Regions from separate parts of the Gossypium hirsutum genome. Here region 2 is linked to region 1. A link is a contact called in public Hi-C data. All regions are on one chromosome and are shown on one strand. The core of a region is the stretch at or near the end of the contact, and the rest is flanking DNA. Distances in the headings are between cores, read along the strand shown.

What was found. Hi-C and Micro-C count contacts between places; a contact is called where the count stands out from the background.
Region 2: a Hi-C map of seedling shows a contact between it and region 1, with 2.6 times the contacts expected there. The contact joins two enhancer-like sites. A contact is called at or near these places in 4 of 34 Hi-C or Micro-C datasets (hypocotyl, leaf and seedling).

Annotation. Positions count from the first base shown.
Region 1 is chrD01:25,640,252-25,645,502 of Gossypium_hirsutum_v2.1, reverse strand. It overlaps LOC107922166 (protein ALTERED PHOSPHATE STARVATION RESPONSE 1), which reads right to left. Exons shown (of 7, transcript XM_041086458.1): 4 at 5,167-5,251; 5 at 4,738-4,958; 6 at 3,762-4,092; 7 at 3,092-3,645. The coding sequence ends at 3,214. Among protein-coding and RNA genes, the nearest start is that of LOC107922166, 5.1 kb to the right of the region's middle. Within about 2 kb of position 2,637, at least 1 of the 9 cell types and tissues checked has an H3K27ac peak or open chromatin away from gene starts, as enhancers often do.
Region 2 is chrD01:25,724,617-25,729,675 of Gossypium_hirsutum_v2.1, reverse strand. LOC107920961 (rho GTPase-activating protein REN1) reads left to right here. Exons shown (of 30, transcript XM_041086460.1): 15 at 104-181; 16 at 463-518; 17 at 617-686; 18 at 847-931; 19 at 1,010-1,253; 20 at 1,522-1,794; 21 at 3,425-3,730; 22 at 3,967-4,016; 23 at 4,303-4,363; 24 at 4,455-4,538; 25 at 4,662-4,778; 26 at 4,861-5,024. Among protein-coding and RNA genes, the nearest start is that of TRNAS-GCU, 5.1 kb to the right of the region's middle. Within about 2 kb of position 2,820, at least 1 of the 9 cell types and tissues checked has an H3K27ac peak or open chromatin away from gene starts, as enhancers often do.

The DNA.
Region 1 (5,251 bases), core at 1,388-3,887:
CGTGTCGCGACATCGAGGGCATTTTCGCTTCAAAACTTATTTTTAGCTTTTGTCTTTTTCATTGAGACATCAGTATCTTGGTGTTACCACATAGGCGTTAGTTTTGGCCCAAATATGCATATTATTTAGCTTCTGATTTGTCCTACAAGACCATATAACCTTATTTAGATATATAAAATGTAATAAAAACTACTAAAAACATAAACTACTACTCTAAGCATGAAAACCTAAATATATACTAAAATGCTTCGATTTAACTAATAAATAACCTAAATTTATGTGTAAAAAGGATGTAAATAATAGTGTATTTCATGCCAGATAACTGACCTATTTGTATTCCACATTTAGTACCAATTTTTGAGCCTATTGACATTTTTTGAGGAACCTCACTACAAACCCCTAGCCTGAAACATTAATTTGTATTTACCTTTTTTCTTTGGTCCTGCACTACACGACTATAGACGTCTGACCATACATATTGAGGGTTAAGTAGATACATCAAGGTGGATTTTGTAAATATTGAGTGAAATAGGAAAGATTGGTGTGATATGGGAACTATAGGTTAGCCTGAAAGTGCAAAATAAAAGAAAAACTCAAAAAGAAAATCAGTACGAGTAGAAAAAATCTTGAAACGACGAAAAAAGTATTTGTGAGCTGAAAAAGAAAGTGACAAAGTCACAAGAGAAAGAAAAACTCGTTCATCAGTGCACAGAAACTCGTAGGATAGCCGTAGTTACTATATCATGCTATGATTTCCTATGTGGAGAAACAAAGAAGGTGAGAGAAGGAGAAATAAGGCGATAAGCGAGTAAGGGCCACTAATGGGGAAGAATAGGGATCAAAACGATGTGCCAAACTATTTTCGTGTTCGTAAACCTTTTTATGCTTACTGTCTTTGAATTACACACTTCTCCTTAGCCTCAGAACGTTACAAGCCGAAAAGTCCTATGTGACCTAAATATCCTTATGCATGAATGGACATTATATTGAACAATTGCATAATCAACTATTTGTATTCTGCTCGGATAATCAAATTACTTGTATAATTTATTGATGGATCCCTACAGATGAGACCCTTAGTGCTTGTATATTTTGTAGCATACTGAACTTAGATGTTTGTGGTCAAAAGTGGTAAGTCAACTATTCATTATGTTAGAATTATATGTAAGTATAAAATGCCTAGTTATGTACTCCAAAGTCAATACTTGTGTGATATTTTCTCAAGGGACGTCTTTTATTTCTTGTCTTTGTTCATGTTTCTTGAGGACAAGCAATGACTTAAGTGTGGAGGAATGAGATAATAAAATGTGAAAATTGAGTCTTTTATTGACCTTAGGGGCCGAATGAGGCCTAAGGGTGAGCTAATGAACTTTATAAGTGTGCAGGAGACCATTAGAAGGCATATTAAATGAATATTGGTCGCAATGTCATAACAAGGAATGCTCAATGTCAACATAGAGAGCAGAATGGAGAAATCACGAAACTACCTTCGATGTCACAACACAACCTAATGGTGTCGCGATATACCCTTGAAGATACGTGTGTCGCGACATCGACTCTGGACAAAAATTAACACGAGTCAAGAGGCATTTTGGTCTGCACAATCAAACTTAAAACACGGGAATGTCAGCTAACCTAGGGTTAAGGATGACAGCCACCTGAGATCTATAAACAGGCTCCTTTGTCATATGTAAAATGGAGCAATTACTTAGCTTAGAATTTCACTTTTAAATTCAGTTTAGCTTTTCTTTCTTCTCAAGGTTTTAGGTTTATTTTTAGTTTGTTCTTTGTTTTATCTCAAGAGATCTAATGTTTGGAGACAGTCAAACTCTGTGTATTCTTTTTCATCTTCAATACAAATCAGACGTTTTCTTAAACTTTACACTTCAATTAATTTATCATGTTCTCTCTTTACATCAATTCCATATTGTTTATGAAAATCATGTGGAAGTAATCCTTCTAAGGGAGATTAGTGAGTGGAGGGATGATCTATTAACTGTTTTGTAGGGTTACTTAACGGATTAGCTGCTTGAGAATGGAAGAACTTAAAACCCTAGGCCTGACAACCATAGGAAGTCATCAATGAGAAAATTAACTCAAAATTGGTATGGCCTATCCATGAACACCTTCACCCCAAACTAGTTTAGACATTGAGGTCAGAAGATAAGTAGTCATTGTCGACTCGTTATTCGAGTGGAAGATCAGAAGATCCTGCTGGGATAGAACTAGTTGATTGATGAGGAACCCGAAGTGACAATTGATTGGGATTACAGAAGCGAGCTAATCACTCATAATCAAATTTGATTTATTCTATTCTTTGATCTCTTGAATTTTATTTCTTTATGTTATTTTATTTTTTGATCTCTCTATGCCTTCTCGCTCTCTCCGTCCCTGAAATCCTTGTACTTTCCAGTTTAGCTTCAAGGTGCAATACTGTAATTGCTTGACAAAACTAAACGGCATGCTTTGATATTGCATTTGCAAGCAATATGAAGGCAATAGTGGCTGATGGGATAGTGTTATTCTCTGGAAATCTCTGGTTCTTTTGTGTACCCTTTTTGAAGCTTATTGTTTACTTCAACTATGATAAACTCTTCTTGAAAAATTAGTTTAGAAAAGAACCATAACCGAAAAAAAAATTCTGAATTTTAATCCATTAATTGGCTTTTTAAGTTAAATTTTTATTTGCGTTTTCCTTATTTTTCTCTTTGGTTGTCTTCAGCTAAAGCTCTGTGATTCTAGGTTTTCTTTATCGATAATTCTTGAATTTGAATTATTAAGATAGCATCTTAATCCTACAGGCATTGGTGCAAATGAAGAACTCGTTCACTCGCTTTCCGACAATTTTACAAGCTTGTGAGATTCATCGAAATGCTTAGGGGGCAATATTCCCGTTCTGTTGGTTGTTATAATGAAGCAGCTTTTCACTATGTAGAAAAAAAAAACTGTTTTGGACTAAAGGACCCTAACTTTAATCAAAATTCCAAGAAAGAAAAAATACGTGTCAATCACGTCAACAATAATGGATTGACCTATTTTTTAATAACAGTGATTAATTTGAACAATTAGTTTACCTTAATCAAAACTTCACTGATTAAAACGTTATATCATTCTCTAGAATGGCAAGACATTCAGTTCACCTTGACAGACAATTTACGGTAGAAAGCATTTACATACATTTCCACCATTCAATAAAATTTAGTTTGTTGAGTTCTATGATGCACAAGGAATTTTTGGCTGACTGTTGCCATGAATGGCCTCAAAGACCTCAACACAAGCTTTCGAGAATCCCATTAATGCCTGAAATACATTGGGCAGGCTAGTTTTTAGATTGTTTAAAATCATGGTCTTGCTTAATTGGACTGAGTTCAGATGTTTGCCTTTCTCCACATCAACTCGCTTCTTTAAGGCTTCAGTTTTGGCACGCTTCAATGAAAGAGGATGCTTTGGGCTCAGCGTGGAGTTCATATCTAAAGTTAATACACTTCCCTCAACCTTTTTCTCCATCTCAGTCAGTGAAATTAACTCCTTCTGCAACCTTTTCTGAAGCTTCTCAGATTTTTTTTTCTGGTTGTGCTCCTCAGCCTGCTGTTGGATTATAGATTGGATAGCCAACAAAAAACTCTTAATGGTCTCTGATGCCGCCTGCATGCACAGTAGAGATATAACTCAAAATGATAGCATAGAGGAGATAATTTAACTAAAGAACTGCTTGAGCACCATATCCCTAATACTTGTATAAAAATCATGGTAAAGTTTACCTTATCAGGTAATTTTTCAAAACCAAGATGCCATTCTTCACAAAGCCTACGAACTGCAGATGAGCAATGACTCTGCTGCTGGTTGCTTACAAGGCAATCAGTAAGTTGGATCCACTGGCAGAGTGTTCTTAAATACTCTTGTTGAGATTTTATGAGCCTGCAGAAGCTATAATACCAGAAAGAAACCTCAGTTTCAAGCTGAGCTGTAGCCTGAAGACGGGATTCAGTAGTCAGATCCATGCTTAAATTATCAGTGAGATGATTCAACTGCTTTGAAATATGGTTCTGAAATTGATGAGATTTGTACATCATCTTCCACATCTCCATCAGACTGTAATTGGGAAGATTAGACAATTTGAGCAAATTCAATCTTATACACTACTGAAATATAAACCATAATTCAAATAGTTCAATCACCCCAAGATCATTAAAAAAAAAACACCTAATCAATAACTGCTTAAGGCTTATTGACAATTTCACTAAAAACTGAAACAAGACAGGGAAGATAATTTAAGTTGGAATTATATTTAAGAAGATTTCATCATACACTTATGGTTTTTTCTTGAATTAATGTATACTTGACACCTTTTGAAAGCCCCTTCAAAAATAAGTGAATTTCCAGAAATCAAATCATGCTAAATTACTTTGGTAACGAGGACCCTATTGACAACCGCATCACACCAGAACTTTGAGGTTTTTGGAGTATCTCTTCATTTAGGTATCACCAGGGCAAAGCTAGAATCTCAGTATTTGGAGGGCCAACTTTTTTTTTTTTTTTTTTGGTGGGGGTGGGGGTTACAAAGTTAAAAATTTTACTTAAAAAGGACTAAAACTGTACTATGAATAATGGTAAGAGACCCCATTTAACCAGGGGGTCAAAGCCCCTGCCTTCTCCCCTAACTATGCCTCTGCGTATCACCGAACCGGTTAAAGAAATCTAAATATGTACTCATGTAGCATAGCAAACAGATCTTACCCCGAAGTTAATGCAACCAGTTGTGGGTAAAGCTCCTCATCAATGAGCTCCAATATAGATGAACAGGCTGTACTTATTGAATGTTGCAAGCGTGTCATGTCATTCTCCAGATTCTCAACACTTGATTTGATTTTCTGAGTCTTCGTCCAGTCACGGTTTTCATCTTGCTTTTGGAGCAACATCAATTTCTTTTCAAGCTCCAATTTGGTAACTTCTTCCTCCTACAAACATCATCACATTAGAATAAGACTCATACAGAAGTCAAAATGAAACAGAAACCTAGGCAAAGCATGGTCATAAAATATTCAATATACACACTACCGATGTATGCATTAAAAGATTCTGACATTGCCACCAAAATCACAATCAATAGCACATTATAATTTATTCAAGTTTTAATCAAATGACCAGGCTAGGTATCACTCTTACCTTTACTTGCTTGTAAAGCTTCTGCTCTGCAACATATAGCTTATCAAGAGTAATGCAATGAGCTCCAGGATTGCATGGTTCGCTA
Region 2 (5,059 bases), core at 1,571-4,070, 84 kb before region 1:
CTTTTAATTGCTACAATTGCATTTAAGTAATATTCTAAATTTCTAATTCCCTATACTGTATAACTGTCTATGTATATATAATCATGTTAAAATAACTTAACAGGTGTCAGAGTAGAAGGGATCTTACGACAAGCTGCAGATGTTGAAGATGTTAAGCGTCGAATTCAGGAATATGAACAGGGTTTGTTCAGACACATTCTCCTTGACTATATTCTATATTCATTTTTTTTACACATTCTCCTTGACTATATTCTATATTCATTTTTTTTAACATTGGTTACGGATATCATAGGTTATGTTCTTTTCTTACAATTTCTTTGGATTTACACATTCAATATTTAATGTTCGGCTGTAAACAATGCTGTCAAGGGTAGCTTTGTAAAAAGTAAAATATATATACTTGTAGTTCATCTATTCTCTGTTCAGCCTTCCAACTCTTTTAGGCCATGCTTTTTAATGCAGGAAAAACTGAGTTTTCTTCCGAGGAGGATGCACATGTCATTGGTGATTGTGTCAAGGTATGCTATATTGGTTTCCAGAAGATTGTTTCATTTAAATTGCAACATATACTGCTCCTGCTACTTTTTTTTCTAATTTCCTTAATGCCATTTTCCAGTATATCCTCAGAGAGTTGCCATCATCTCCTGTTCCTGCATCATGCTGCAATGCGTTACTAGAAGCATGCCGTAAGTCTTTTGTTCAACTGTTCTTTGTTTAACAAATTCAGTTGATAACATGCTTCACAGTAATTGGATTCTTGATGCCTCTAATTCCAAAGGGAAGTATACGTTGGATAATCATTATTCTTTATTTTTATTCTGTTATTGGACATCTTACAATGATTAGGAACTCAACGTGGTTCTAGAGTCAATGCTATGCGTTTGGCAGTATTGGACACGTTTCCTGAACCAAACCGTCGCTTGCTACAGAGGTAATTGATTCATCATTGTCACTCTTTGCCCTGTTGTGGCTTTATCCGTATTTTACTTGTCTTGCTCCTTTATTTCAGAATTCTAATGATGATGCAAGTTGTAGCTTCTCACAAAAATGAAAACCTAATGAGCACTTCAGCCGTGGCGGCATGCATGGCACCCTTACTTCTTCGACCCCTTCTAGCTGGTGATTGTGAGATTGAAACCGATTTTGATGTGGGTGGTGATGGTTCTATGCAATTGCTACAAGCCGCTGCTGCAGCTAATCATGCTCAAGCCATTGTTATAACACTATTGGAAGAGTATAATCAAATATTTGGGGTGAGCCCCAATTATTTCTTCTTTTTCACTAAACTTTCAATATGGCTTTCTGTAGTCGCTATAAAGACAAGTATGTACACTATTGATCTGTTTTATTTTCTATTTGTTCTTCTTGAGCAAACATGATCACTAAGTCAAAGTTGTTTCTTTTTCCCAATATTCTTAAAAACATAAAAAAGATGAGTCTTGTTCATATTCCAAATTTTTATTACTTTGGTTTGGATTTGGTTTTTACATTGTAGTTACGAGATCAGAATTTTGTTGGCAGGAAGGTTCTATTTCCTCTGATTTATACTCTGATTCAGAAGAGAGTGGCAGTGAAAGTGAGGAGGCAGCTGAAGATGATAGTGAGCCCTATGACGAAGATGAATCTTATGAAGACGATGAATGCGATGATGAAACAGAAGGCTCTGATGTATCCAATGATAATGATGAGGAGGATGGTGACGATGATGATGATGATGATGATGATGATGATGCACCAAGTGAAACAGGCAGTGAAAGTGGTCACTCTGTTACCAGTGATGTGGATGTTGATAAGGTCTGTTCCTCTACTGTCTTCAAATGGAATTTACATTTTATTATAGTTTATAAAATTTAAAAAGGGTGGAAACAATAAATTTAATATGGATTTTGGAACAGCTAAAAGATTTCTGTTGGTAAACTCAGAAAAGAACAGAGCATCAAATTGCAGCTGTAAATTGCTACAGAAATCAAAAGATGAAGGTGGAGAAGACTAACTTCAGAAAATGAATTGCTGACAATTTTTTTGACATCATCTTTTTACAAAGCTTTACAATATATATATATATGTGTTTGGTTACAGCCACATAATTAGCAAAAAGATATCTAATATTAAACAAAATAGCACATGTCGCATAATTTACAACTCATTACATCATAAGAAACTACCAAATACAAATAACTCAAAATATCTAAAAAGCATCTACTAAATCTTGGAGTTTTAAAAAAATTCTAAGTTCCTAAGACTCCTTAAGATTTTTTCTTGAAACTTTTCCAACATCGTTTGAAACTCGAACTTGTTCTTGGAAAGTGCTTTGGTTAGAGCTTGTCATCAATCTCGAAGTCAGGATTAACTTTGCAAAGATCCCTTACATTGCTAATAGTCGAAATCAATAGGGGGTCATAGACCACAAATTTATTCTCATTTATCAACACCATTGAATAAATCTTTTCAAACTTCTCCCCAACATGAATATTTCAAAATAACCCAGAAAGTTTAGACCCATTAAACTTTTCCAATATGAGTTAAAGGTTCTTTGGATTGGGTATAATCGGTTTTTTATATGAATTTAGGAGGGGTTAATTAATAAGACAAGGAAGTGAAGTTGGTTGTGAGTTGTGGTTACCATGGTTTTTGTCGAGATGGGTTTAGAAGGGTTTGAGGCATAGTACAAGGAAGAGAGATTGGCAAAGACTGTTGTTTGGTTTTTTCGGTTAAAGGATCTACCTTCGTGTATACCAGAGTTACTAACCTGTTTACCAGCAATTATTTTATCCACTCCTTTACGCATTTGATCAAACAGTTGGGTTTTGGTATTAGCAATACTTCGTGAACATGCTGCAATGTACAATCTAATATATCATCCTTTTTTGTTTGTATATGCTCAAGCTTCTTGTGTATTCCTGTGTGCCATTTTGCGGGTCATTGTTCTACCATAGCCAGGGATCGTTGGCTTTAATGCCAAATTGTTACAATCTATGTAATTGATAGTTCTACTCATGAAAGGAGATTGAAACCTTTAAGATCATCAAGGGGAGACTGAAATTTTAGGACTCGTTAAAAGGAGACCCGAAGCTCTTTAGGGTTTTTTATAGAAATTCTACTTAAGTTTTATTATTTCATACATCCTTTTAAATAAGGACTAGTCTTATTACATAAATAGAAAACCTATTCTAAGGAAAATAAATCAACAACAATAAAAACATAATCAATAAACCTAAGGAAAGGAATAAAAATGTACTCTTAGCTTTAATTAAAGAACCCAAATTAAACTGCCTTTCCTAACATAGATTCGGCCTGTAACATGCATGCTGTTACATTCTTTGGTCCTCGGGTAGATTTTGAGTATTCTTTCTGTTTCTTTTGTAAAGGTGAAAAGAGCAATAAATCAGTAATAAAAATTAATGCACCGAGTATAAAATTGCAGGATTCTGATTCTTCGAGCTCAAGTTCTGAGTCCTCTGAAACTGGTCATGATGTAAAAGCCACCAAGAGGCTTTCAAGTTCAATTCACAACCCATCGTCAGGAAATGATGGTTCAGAGAGGAGCAAGGGTAATCAAAGTAAAAGTACAGCAACATTGACCAAGAAGTCTGCTGAGCTATCAAAAGGTGTTCATGGTCCAACCAATGTGGAGGATAGGTTAGCTCATCATGCTCAAATCCCAAGCAGCCAGCAATCCGCAGCTGCTGCACACAGAGCTAGGCGTAATGCTGTTTGGGGACGTACTTCTGTAAGTGTTTGTTTTCTGCATTTATGATGTGTTATGCTTTTGGCCAGGTTCGTTTGACTTGCCTCGTTAGCTAACAAGTATTTCCAAGAATGAATTTGAGTATTTGGGAGTTACCTTAGATTAATCAACTTATAATGAACCAAAAAAGAAAAAAAAACTTATAGCTGCTCAAATTGGTCAATATGTTTATAGTCATGCATTTACTAATTATTAATTTCTTGGGTTTGCTTCTTCAGGCAAGGAAGAACCTTTCTATGGAATCCATTGATTATCCATTTGGAGAAGAGTAAGCAATGTTCCCATGATCTGTATGTAAAAGCCCTGTATAAATTTGCCTGCAACGACTTGTTTTCCTGGTTATTTTTCATATACCTTACAAAGACACAATACCAACTAAAATTTGCAAGCATCTTTTAAAGTATTCTTTCAAGCTTAGGATGATGGAATCTATCCTTCACATAACATAATTTACATGGCTAAAAGTGAAATAACAAAAATATTAGAGTCAGACCTTTTATATTGATAACAGCTCTATTTTCTTTTTTGTATTTATCAATTTGGCCTTATTTTAGGTTTGAAATTGAGACAGTTGAGGATGAAAAATCTGACTTGCAAAACAGACTCAGAGAAGAGGTTCTGCTATCTATCCACCTTTCGAAAACTTATTATTATTATCTTGACTTGTATGGAAACTTTTCATGACAAAGTCATCTTTCTAATACAGATTGAAGGTAATACCAAACTCGAAGCCAGTGTGGAAAAACGAAAGAAGACATTGCAAGGGCGTCAGCTATGTCTTGAGAAAGAAGTACGTTTGTAATGTGAAGCTCTTTTGGTTTGTTTTTTGCAATATATGGAGTTTAATATTTGTATTTGCTTTATAAATTAACCGGCGTGAATCTTGATTGTTGCTCTTGATTGTACTTAATAGGTAGCAATATTAAAGGAAGAGTTGCAAAGGGAGAGAGATAAGAGGACAGCTCTGGAATCCGTTCTTAACTCATCTCAAGAACAACCCACAGTTCTCCCAGCTAAGATTGACGAAAAGGTATACGATGGCCTGACTCTGATTTAAGTAATCCACCTAACCTTTAACTTGCATCAAATTTTAACTTGCGACTATTATGAAGACAAAGGCAGATCTCAATGACATAGCTCTAGCAGAGGCAGATATAATCAAATTGAAAAAGAAGGTTGAAGATCTGGAGATGCAGCTTAATCAACAGCTTGAGAAAAAATCTGCTTACATGAATGATTCATGCAGACAACGTCAACCAAATCATCATGCAAAAAAGTAAGCTTTCAGTTGGTTCTATCACAATGTCATAT